3 separate regions of the Rattus norvegicus genome follow, and all the other regions are linked to region 3. A link is a contact called in public Hi-C data. All regions are on one chromosome and are shown on one strand. The core of a region is the stretch at or near the end of the contact, and the rest is flanking DNA. Distances in the headings are between cores, read along the strand shown.

Region 1 (3,849 bases), core at 194-2,693, 36 kb before region 3:
GAGGGGAGAGGGGAGGGGAGGAGAGGACCCCAACCCAGAGAAAGATGGAGAGAACAGTGTCAAAAGTTTGGTTTAAAGAGCACTGCTGTCACGTATCAGCTGAGGTGGTGACATGTGAACATGCCATATTCCATGTTAGTATGTCCACATACTAAAAATGGACGGCAGCAAATGACCATGTGGATTTCAATTTTTCCTTACAATTAAAACTCAAACCACCTTTTCTTGTCCTTACCTTAAATTGGCTTAAATAAAAAGAGAAATAAGAAAGAAAGGAAAGAAGAAAGAAAGAAAGAAGGAAGAAAGAAAGGAAGGAAGGAAGGAGGGAAGGAAGGAAGGAGGGAAGGAGGGAAGGAGGGAAGGAAGAACAAGGAAGGAGGGAAGGAGGGAAGGAAGGAGGGAAGGAAGGAGGGAGGGAAGGAGGGAAGGAGGGAAGGAGGGAAGGAGAGGGAGGAGAGGAAGGAAGGAAGGAGGGAAGGAGAGGTTTCCTAAGGTGGCAACAGAAAGCAAGGAGAGGAGTGAGCTCAGAAAGACAAGTTCACAGACAACTGAAGCTCTCTTCTTCACTCTACAGTGGTTTACAGAGGAAATCTTAACAGATAAAAATAACTTGGCTAAATGTTTGCCAACTACGTCAAATATTCAGTAAAAAATTTTAAATCTTGTATTCTCTGAACATGGAGCAATAAAAAATGTAAAAAAAAAACACTCATACAAAACTGATTAACTATGTTTCCCTTTCTCAAAATAACTGATTATTTTGCTATCAAAAGATAAGCAGTGATTATCAGAGAGCTTACATTGACAGTTCTTCATATACAACACGGCTACCGTAAAAGGTTTCACAAGCTACAAATTATGCAGATGTTCAGTGAAAAATACTTTAGGATCTTCAGAGGTCTACATTTTTCGAGAAAAAAAAATACATACTAAGTGTAATCCCTATCATAAAACAAAAAGAAAAACATCTGCTGTTGCCAGTCTTTGATGCCCTAAATCAGATACATAGTAGCCAAGGGGAGAGGGAGTACTCAGATTAAAACACCCAATTTTGCAGGTGTTTAAACTTTTGAAGTAAATAAAACAAAGAACTAACAAGCAAACACATAAAAGGGACTCCCGGTGCAAACAGTGGGTAGTCTGTTAGGATGCCCCTACCTGTCTTTGGCCACCTCATTTAACTTCCTAGGCCTAATTCCCTGTCTGTAAGATGAGAAGTCACTGCTAAACCACCCTTCAGGACTTTGCCAGTCTGAAAGCCTCGTTCCACATGACAAGGGAGTAAATTCATAAGCACTAACGGTTGCTCTCAACTAATAAAGAAATAGTTCATTAAACTGGGAATCAAAAGCTTAGAAACTCAAGTTCCTAGCCCACCCAGTGCCAGCTCTAACTACACTAACATACAACAAAGGAGATGGCATAAGCCAAATCCCTAAATTCTAGGAGCAGGAAGTCACTACACACAGGAATGAAAAGAATTTCCTCCCTGCGCTTTGGATATGTTAAACAGGCATAAAATTCCCACTTAGGCAGAAAGTGCCTTCTAATGTCTTTCTACTTCCCTACTGGGACCTCTCTAAATCCCCAATCCTGACAGTGTGAGTCCAAAATGATTCATTTAATCAATTCCAGCTTTCAACAATTCTTGTCCTTTTTCAGTCAGCTTCTGAATGCAGCTGTTCAAAACAGTTTTGTGGTTCTCCTATCCACCTTTTATTACCATAACCCCACCTAAGCCAGCACACACGACCACCCGTGCAAAATGACTTATCTGCCATATTTCAAATACCATTATGCTATCAATCTCCTGACTTGCCATGGCCCATCCTCCCAGGTCTAATAGATAATCCCTATTGATTAGTAGAAAAGCCACAGAAATATTTCACAATCTTTAAATTGATGTTTGCAAAAATCCTAAAACTGAAAGAAATAAAACAGAAAGTCTTGTTAGTCTCATAGGTATATAACAGGCAAGGGAGAGAAGAAGGTATCAGAAGTTAATCACAGTCCCCACATCTGGTCCTTTATAAAAGCTTCCTGTGGGACCCCAGTTACTATATCCATTGTTCTTGCCTAACTTTCACATGAAGCTATAGGCTACGAGGACTGGAACTAGCCTTGTGAGCACTCTATCTGCCTATTTCACCATGGCTGCACCTTTCTGAATCTGAAGTCAACAAGAGAAATAATATTACTAACTACTGCACATGAATACTTTGAAGTCTCATCAAAACAGAAATATCACTAAAAACTGAAAGAAAAAAAAGCAACATCTAGCACTCTAACAAGACACAGAAAATCCTCCATCCTTCTAGGTAACAATTCAAATAACCACTGGAAACAGAACAGAGAACACTTTTGCTTATATTTAATGAAGTCTACAGAAAATGACTAATTGTTATTCTACCATTGCATAAAATTCTGTTATATAATTCATAGACATAGAAAATAAAAGGACCTAATAGAAAAATGGTAATTTATGTCTTTTAAAATTAAAAAAATAATGCTCAGTATTTGGGGAAAATAAAAATGGTATTCAAAGAAAAAAAGTGTTTAATGATTTGTTTTCCTTTCTCATTTTCACATTGCTACTCTAAAAGTCAAAAAAAAAACCAAACAAACAAAAAAAAACAAAACAAAGGTTTCAAAATAGGTCAGTAAGTTCTAATGGACAATCCCTAAAATTCTACACTAGATAACTAAATAATGCTGCAAAACTTACTTAGGTTATACACAGAAAATATTCAAATACTATTTCAGTAAATTGATCAACAAACAATATAGGAAACAAAAGTCCATCCACCCTGGAGTCTGTCTCCATAGAAGCCATCATTAACACTAACAGCAGCTCCGTTGTGGATTACACTTCAAATTATCACATGATTATGGGCTCAAGGATAGGCGGGGCGCCAAGTCTTTTAAAGCAGATCAAGTAACAGGAATCTGTGCCAAGGCTCCTGCGCCTCTCCACCAGAGATCCAGCAATCCTCTCTAGCAGACTTCTTCAACTGCTCTGAGGAATCCAGCTATTAAAATATATTCTTAATCTCCAACAAAGAAATAACTTTTACTTAGTTATTTTAGCACAGAGGCAAATAAAAAAGCATACTTACAGATTGTATATCTTGTAATGGTTTTTATGCTTTGAATCCAAAAACCTTGAAACAAATAAAAAACCACCATTAACAAAAATGAGCTAACATTTCAAATTACATTAATACTGCACAGACTAAAACAGATTTATTTACCCTAATCTCAAATAGTATTAATAACCCAAATTCATATTCCCTCCTTCATTAATAATTACATTACAGGTTAATATAATCAGAAGTAGAGCGGTCTTTATCAAAAGTGTAATATCTGTCTTCAGTCCAATCAATTACAATCATCTTGACAAAGCAATCTTAGCAGTTCCCAAGTGTGCCCAGCTCACACTGACTTCCATGAGAATCATAAGCAATCATGTAATCCCATACAAAGTTTACCAAGTATTTTTCATATGTTTACTTTCGCGAGTCCCTGACAACCATGGAAGAGATAGAATTTGCATTTTACAGGGAAGGGAAGTAAATGTCAAAGAGCCTATGAGACTCGCCCAGAGTGTAAAGCCAGTAAATGAAAAGAGTCAAACCAAGGACCACCCCTTCCAGTCAGCTGTGAAACCAAAGGGTAATTACAGGTACCAAAGCACTTATTACATGTCAGGTATTATTTTAAGTACTTTATGTATGCAAATTTGTTTAATCTTCAGGCCTGTAACAGAAGACTCAGCAAGACATAATGGTGAAGAATTATGAGAAGAAAGGAAAAAAAGACAGTTTCATGTAGCCCAGGCTGGTCCTGAAT
Region 2 (3,879 bases), core at 942-3,441, 62 kb before region 3:
TATTCTTATTCACTAAGTTATGTTATGAATAAAAAATAATCATGTAAACTCTGTTATCTTACTTTTATCTCTTTTATCTTTTCTTTTATTAGATATTTTCTTTATTTACATTTCAAATGTTATCCCCTTTCCTGGTTTCCCCTCAAGAAACCCCCTTTCCCATTCCCTCTCCCCCTGCTCCTAAGAGGGTGCTCTCCCACCCACCCACTCCTTCCTACCTCCCTGCTCTGGCATTCCCCTACACTGGGGCATCGAGCCTTCACAAGACCAAGGGCCTCCACTCCCACTGATGCCCAACAAGGCCATCCTCTGCTACATATGCAGCTGGAGACATGGGTCTGTCTATCTTTGGTTGGCGGTTTAGTCCCTGGGATCTCTGTGCGGGTCTGGATGGTTGATATTTTGTTCTTCCTATGGGGTTGCAACCCCTTCAGCTCCTTCATATCTCTAACTGCTCCATTGGGGAACCCTGCTTAGTCCAATGGTTGGCTGCAAGCATCCAGCTCTGTATTTGTCAGGCTCTGCCAGAGCCTCTCAGGAGACAGCTATATCAGGCCCCTGTCAGCATGCACTTCTTGGCACCTGCAATAGTGACTGGATTTGGTGACTGTATATGGGATGGATCCCAAATCCTAAGAAAACTATTTCCTATTCTAATACGGAATTTTAAAAATGTTCTGAGTTTATATGTATATAGATATAAACAAAGATCAGGTGTCATTACAACCAAAGCCCTAGAAACTAACAACCGAAGCCCTAGAAACTTTAGACTAAGTTCCCTATGACAACTTTAGTTTTGCCCAGATATGCCCAGTGCCCGTGGAAGCCAGAGAGGGATTCAGATCCCCCAAGACTGGTGTTACAGATAACTGTAAGGCAACATATAGGTGCTGAGAATCAAACCTGGGTCCTCTAGAAACCCCTATCCCATCCCCTCTCCCCCTGCTAGGAACCAGGGCTCCTAACTGCTGAGACGTGTATTCAGCCTTTTTAAAACCTTATTGATCTCAATTATTTTAATGTTGTTCAGTTGGCAATTGTATTTTACTTAGAGGAAAACAAGATAATATTATTTAAACTTACAAAATGTGGCTCACTGATGTGCACTGATTTTCTAAAACTGTTTTTATTTAAATCAGAACAGGCATGTAATTAGTAAGGAAAAGCTATAATAAATGGAAATTTATGGAATGTAATCTAAGATATATAAATATATTATAAGTATCCAATCTTCAGAGATCAGGAGTAAGAAACAGCACATCTCTAAAACTACAAGGAGACACTGAGGTAATTATCTATTTTTACAAACAATATAAAGCCAAGAGAGGTGCTTCATGCCTATGATCACAGCACTTGGGAAGTTAAGGTGAAAAGACTGCTTTACCCGGGCCACTTAGTGAGTTCTAGACCAGCTTGGGCTACAAAGTAAGAGTCTGTCTCCAAACAAACACTGACAAAAGATGACAAGGACGGAAAAGGCGTATCCACTGCTCGCGTGCGCGCACATACACAACTGTATGTGAGCCAGGGTCTGATAAGAAGTCGGAGATATCGGGCAGTGACAGCATACACCTTCAATTCCAGAACTCAGGATATAGAGGCAGGTAATCTCTGAGCTGGAGACCAGCCTTGTCTACAAAGCAAGTCCAAGACAGCTAGCACTACACAGAGAACCCAGTCTCAAACAAACAAACAAACTAGGAGAGAGAAAAAAACCAAATACTTAATTTTTGAAATAGTTGCTCTTCCTCTGTTACCAGCTAAGCCTTCTACACCTTAAGGCTCATTTTCATGTTCACACTCAACTAAGGATACTAACCAAGGACAAATGTTCACACCAAGGGCGCTACAGCCGAGCTTTTGCCTTTTCTCAAGTCTGTCTCAGGCCTCAGCAATCCTAAACATGGATGTTTAACCTATCAGCCTCCCCCGCTTTGTTTTAATTATTTCTTCTTCATAGCTATTTCTTTCAACTAAGTAATACTGTCTAAACTTACTCAGTAAATATGGGGAAACAAAATATAAAATAGTCTATAGTCTCAAGAAACATAAACCTAATCGGGTGAAACATGGCTTGTGTCGCATAAGATCACAGAACAAAGCAGAGAGCTGACCCCGAGGTTGGGGTAGGCGGCTCTGCTTACAGTCTCGGCTCGGCCACAATAGCAGAGTGTGCATGGTTAGCAAAGCAGGAATCAGCGCAGCGGATGGCAGAGAAAGGCTCTCCTTACAAACTAATCTCCTAACCAAAGGCACTAAGCAAAAGGGCTGTGGTTACTCATGAAGGAATGGCTATTTCTACACAGAGGAACTGAAGTACAGACCTTTTTGAGCATCTTGTTCTGTTTGTGGAAGAACTCTACTTTGATGTCACCACACACAGGCAATGGCTGAGGGAACTCAAAGTACATGAGCTTGTCCTCCCGCCGCGTGGGTCCTGAGTTGGAGGAGTAGATCTTCACCTTTAGCTGGCAGACCACAAACTGGGGATCTACATGGGTACATACAGACGGTCACTCCACAAGAAATGTCTTCAACACACAAATTATCACAAACTGTTTTAATGATAAAGTATCAGAAATATACACAAAATTCTTCACACTGACTGCTTATCTAAAACAAATCAGTAGAAATAAAATAAGTAAAATAAAATCCAAGTAAGGACCTCTTCAACTTGAACCCTTAATAAAGTTCTATTACACATATGAAAATCAATTGCTACTTCATAAACAGTAATTCCAAGACTACACTCTAGCAACATATTAATATCAAAGCTTTACATTAACATAACGCAAAAGACTCATCACAACTTACTTTAGGCATAAAATAAACAATTTCCTGGGACTTTTGTGAACTGCATAAAGATGAAAAATATTAATAAGCTCTATAAGCCTAAGCCTTTATACTATAGAAATATAAAATACTGACCATCACTCTTTTCACCTCCAGTCTACAAGTTTCTGTGTGTTTGGTTGGTTTGGTTTTGGTTTTTTAAGACAGGGTTTTTCTGCTTAGCCCTGGCTGTCCTGGAACTAGTCAGGCTGGCCTCCAACTCATGGAGATCTCCCTGCCTCTGCCTCACAAGTGCCGGCACTTTTAAAAGCACGTGCCACTGCCACCTAGCCCCACATAGTTTTTAACATTATTTTTTTAATTCCTTGAGAATTTCAGATTAAGCATTCAGTGAATTTTGATCCAATTCACTTCCTACTTCTCCCTCTAACTCTTCCTGGATACACCCCCCCCCCTCAGTTTCCCCCTCAACTTCATGGCCTCTGTGGTTTTGCTTTTTGAGAAACCCGCTGAGCCTAATGTGTGCCGCCCATATGCACATGGGTGTAAGAGCCCACATTTACAAAGTCACAATCATGAGAAATAGAACGAAATACCGGAGATGTCTACAGGAAATGCAGCAGGCACCAAGGGAAAACTACAACAGAAACTTTTTTCTCTCTTAAACACTGCTCTCATCAACAATTATTTGGTTGCAATCTAGGTCTGTTTTAAAATTACTGTTTAAGTATAGTTTCACAAACATCATCATGATTTTGATTAGCAAGTCAACCAAAAGATGGTTAAAGATGTGGCAATGAAAAGAAGTTTTATTTCTAAAATGTATTCAAAATCACTTATAGCTAGAGAAAAACAGGAGACCAGTAAGTAGGTTAAAAGGGTGTGGGGCCCTTGCCAGATAGATGTCTTCTATAAACATGGGCTGGGGGATCCCCACAGAAAAGACTTACTCCCCCAAATAAATATTTTTCTCAAAAACAAACGAATGAACAAACAAAAACCTAAAGGGTGTGTGTGTGTGTGTGTGTGTGTGTGTGTGTGTGTGTGTTATTTCTTTGAAGATAAAAAGTGGATTGTTATCAATGT
Region 3 (4,054 bases), core at 1,526-4,025:
TTTTCTCCAATTATCTTTTAGAAGGGTCAAGTTCACCCTGAGTGAAGCTTTCTCAATTAATGCAAACTCAAAAATTAAAGATTCCTCTCAAACTGTATTTTTAGCTTGAAAGAAAATTAGCCTCTGTGAAGCCAGCTCTTCAGTGAGCTTCATCTTCATTTCAGAACAAAAACTCCATCAAAATTAGCTATGCTTTTTACACCATTAACGCAATCCATCAAACCTCTTCCAAGTGAAAATTTTTCTTCAATAAATAAAGTGTCCCATAATGCTATTAGCCGGACATGTATAGACAAGTTGCTGCTGTCCTTCTATCTTATGAAAATATCTACTAATAGTAACTAAGAAATACCTTTTGCAAAGAATATCTTATTACTGATTACGCAATTACATAATTTTAACTAAATACTTACTGTTCACTTCAATGCTTGTCACATAACAAAATTTTGGGTTGTAACAAAAGGCCCAATCATTTAAAGGCTGTTTCTTCAGACCTGCAACTTGTGTTTTCACACACCTGACACACTGGCCTCCCAAAACCTCTCAATTTCTGTCAATACTTCCCACTCTGCAAAAGAGGAGGCCTCTCTTTCCTACCCCTGCCATACCTGAAACTGCAACGGTAAATGCTTTAAACCACGAACTTTTGAAGTACAAAGACCTAACTTTTAGACGATCACGACTCTACGCCGTTAAAATTCTTGGGTTTCTCTTATTCAACAAGCTGACTCAGTAAATTACTGTATGCAGAGAGCTAGCATACCTACAGTCTGGAGATGGTGATCCATTCTTGCCAGTATGTCTGGCTATTAGCTGGCTAAATTATATTTGATGTTCTACACAAAACAGGGTAAAACACACAGATAAGTCAACGGGTCAGAGCACCTGAAACCAAAAAAAAAAAAAAAAAAAAAGCAGCAAATTCATGCTACTCCTTAAATCTCACGTGAGAGCTGAGTTTAACCTCTGCAGTCATTTGCCATACAGACACAGCATCCCTAAACTCCCACAGACACCATCATCTGGGATCAAAAACTACTCCATCTCCATTCTATCATGTATGGCAAGGCCAAGTGAATGAACATACTACTGAAATGCAAATTTCATATCCTATCCCACGCCCCATCAGGAAAGTCTAATTTAAAAAAGTTCTATTAAAAGCTCCAATAATACTATTGATTTCAAACTACAAAACTTCTAAATGCAGCTCCAAAGTTGTAATTACCTCAGTTTAAACACACAAACCTACTTCTACCCTCAAATGTGCACGGTCTAGGCTGAAGATGACCATGCTTATAAAGTTATGCAAATCAGTCCACAAGTCACATTTTAGAAAAATCTTCCAATGCAACCCAGGAAACTAAAAAAAAAAAAAAAATCACTGCAAGATTCTGAGGCAATATGCCTACGTGCTGCACGGACTTTCATTTTAATCTGATCTATACCCTAGATCTAGGGCCTAAGTCACGATCTAATCGAAATATGCACGACACCACAGCGTCTATTTTTTTTAGTTCATTTAGAAGGCTCGATTGACGAGCCGACTAATCCAGTGTACAGTACTCTGCATTAACGGACAATAGATTTTAAGAACAAACCACAGAGCTCGACAAGAAACCAATCCGTGCCTTGACACTTGCAAGCAGGCATGAGTTCCGTCTAGCCGAACACTCCCTAGGTTGAATACACTGGAAGAGACAGAAAATACACGATCTAGAAACGCGACCAGTATTAAACGTTATAGTCACCCCAACTACAGAAAATTTTCGCATCCGTCTACTCCCACGTTATCAGAGTGACAGAAAAGCAAAGAGGAACAGCCGCAGAAATGGATACAGGTCAAGTCTAAGTCGAATCCATCCTCTTGATATCTCCTTTTGTTTCTGCTAACGATCTCTTTGATGATGGCTGTCATGTCTGGGAGCCTGTGGCTGAAGAAAAAGGAGGAGAGAGATGGCAGAAGCTGCTGGTGGCGAGGCTTCTTCTGCAGGATGGAAATGGCTCTGGACTTGGCGGTCGCTGATGCCCCTCGCTCTGCTGCCGCTTGGCCCTGGACCGCAGCCGGGTAATGGCTGCTGCGGCGGCTGCTGGATGGTTGCAGCGACTGGGCCTGCTTCTCCTCAGCAGCCAGAGGCCTGGCAGCCGAAGCAGCGGAATGGGGAGAAGACGGATAATCCTCGCAGCGGCTGCCTCCTCCGGCGGCCTCCGGAGCCCGGGCCAGGGGGGGTGCGGCGGCGGCGGACGGGAGGCTTAACACCGGCCCGGGTCCCTGGACGTGCCGCCGCCGCCGCCGCCGTGTTGGAGGCAGGAGAAGGGGAGAGAGCAACTCTCCGGCGTTCCCAGCCCTGGCAATGGTGACAGGCGACTCCGACCCCCTCCCCGGAGCCGCGGCCGCCGCCGCCGCTTCTCCCCCCCGCTCCAGGAGCGGGAGGTGCAGCCGCCGAGCCTGCGCCGGCTCCCGCCCGAGCCCACGGCTTCCACCGTCTCTTTCCGAAGCTGCTCAGAGGCTGCCCGGTTAGAACAGACGACGAGGAGGCGAGGCCCGCCGCCGCTGCCGCCGCCGCCGCCCGGCCGGCTCCCCGAGGGCGCTGCCCCCGCGGCTGCTCACAGGCGCTGAGAGGGGCTCTGGGCCGCGGCCGCCGCCGTCTCTCATCTCCCTCGCCTGCGCCGGGCCTGGCCTCACAGCGGCTCAACTCTCAAACTTCCATCATGGCTGCAGCTTCCGAGAGGAGAGAGCTGAGCGCAGCCGCGTCCCGACGCCCAAGCGCATATCCTGCCGCAGTGCACAAAGAGTCCCGCCACATCACCGTGCGCCGGCCAGCCCGCCCCCTCCGCCACCCAGCCGGGAGAGCCGGGCGCCTCCGAAGCCGGAGGGAGGCGAGAGGCGGGCGCCGAGCCGGGGGAGGGGCGGGGCGGGGAGGGGCGGGGCGTCGGTGGGACAGGGGCGGGGAGCGCCGCGGAGCATGCCCAGTGTGGCCGCGGCTCGCTCCTGGAGCTACGCCGGCTTCGGCCTCAGCGCAGAGACCCGGCAAAGGGTAGGGCAGGTTGTGGCCGAGCGAGGGTGCGCGGAGCAGGATCGCTGACCGCTCACAGGTGGATCGGACTAGCTGACCGCGTTGGTCAGCACCCTAGGAACCTCAGGGCCAGGTTCACCCTTCCTGCGTAGGTCCCTGTGTTTCTTTCGAGCGGCTTGCACGCCCTGCCCTGCGCTGTGGTCAGATTGCAGTGCTTCCTAGGATTTGTCGGCGGCAAGTCTTTACCTAGACAGCGCACCTCACCCCCACGGTGTCCTCAAGGTGTCAGTCTTTGCACAAAGAACAACCCCCTATTGTGTCTCCCGCGTGGGTCACCTCATCGGGCTCCGGTTCCCTGCCCCGCCTCTTGCTTCCCAGGCAGCTGGGTTCATTTGCCCGAAAGATGAACGCTCCCAGCCAAGCATGATGATTGTGCATACGGGGCGTGTACATTGACATCTGCCCCTGAGTTTCCAGGGCCCAAAGGACACCCCTGGGTAGACAAAGTGGATCTCCGTGAATAGAGTGCACCTCACACACACCCCTCCACCTCCCGGCGAAGAGCCCCGCAGCTCCCCGCAGCGGTAGGTCCACCGGATCACAGTCAGGCTCCATCTTCTAGGAGATAAGCCGCCCCTCCCCCTTCGTGGCCGCTAAGAAAACCCGGCAGAATTGGATCGCGGTGGCCAAGTTCTGACCCTGTCGGACGGTGCACGTTCGAGGACCCGGTTACTGAGCCCGGGTGTGGAGTATGGGACGGTCGGAAGCTGCAGCCAGCGAGTGGGCGGGGCGAGCAGGCCTGGGAGGGCTCAAAGGCTAGGTGGAAGGATACATGAGCCGCAGTCGGAACTACTTTCAGGAGGAGGTCACGTGTGGTCCTAGTTGGGGAACTTTCCAAATTCCCATTCCCCTATCTGTGTGCTCCTGAGGCAGGAGCTTGGTCCCCTCTTCTCTATTAGATGATCTTCCGGGACCCCATGCCCCGTGTAGGCAGCTGAACCCCTCTCTTCGGAGTCAGAGCGGAGAATAGCACCCACGAG

Evidence for each region. A called contact is a pair of places that touch in the nucleus more often than the background predicts.
Region 1: a contact with region 3 is called in a Hi-C map of the A7r5 cell line, with 13 times the contacts expected there. The contact joins the enhancer-like site here to the promoter of Pten in region 3.
Region 2: a contact with region 3 is called in a Hi-C map of Schwann cells, with 3 times the contacts expected there. The contact joins the enhancer-like site here to the promoter of Pten in region 3. A contact is called at or near these places in 4 of 12 Hi-C or Micro-C datasets (the Rat2 cell line, Schwann cells, kidney and 1 more).

The regions. Positions count from the first base shown.
Region 1 is chr1:240,077,610-240,081,458 of GRCr8, reverse strand. Pten (phosphatase and tensin homolog) reads right to left here. Exons shown (of 9, transcript NM_031606.2): 3 at 3,117-3,161. Among named protein-coding and RNA genes, the nearest start is that of Pten, 36 kb to the right of the region's middle. Within about 2 kb of position 1,443, at least 15 of the 93 cell types and tissues checked have an H3K27ac peak or open chromatin away from gene starts, as enhancers often do. A contact at or near this core is called in the A7r5 cell line, where this site is marked.
Region 2 is chr1:240,103,648-240,107,526 of GRCr8, reverse strand. Pten (phosphatase and tensin homolog) reads right to left here. Exons shown (of 9, transcript NM_031606.2): 7 at 2,325-2,491. Among named protein-coding and RNA genes, the nearest start is that of Pten, 62 kb to the right of the region's middle. Within about 2 kb of position 2,191, at least 1 of the 93 cell types and tissues checked has an H3K27ac peak or open chromatin away from gene starts, as enhancers often do. A contact at or near this core is called in Schwann cells, where this site is marked.
Region 3 is chr1:240,042,428-240,046,481 of GRCr8, reverse strand. It overlaps Pten (phosphatase and tensin homolog), which reads right to left and starts at 2,775. Exons shown (of 9, transcript NM_031606.2): 1 at 1,837-2,775. The coding sequence starts at 1,915.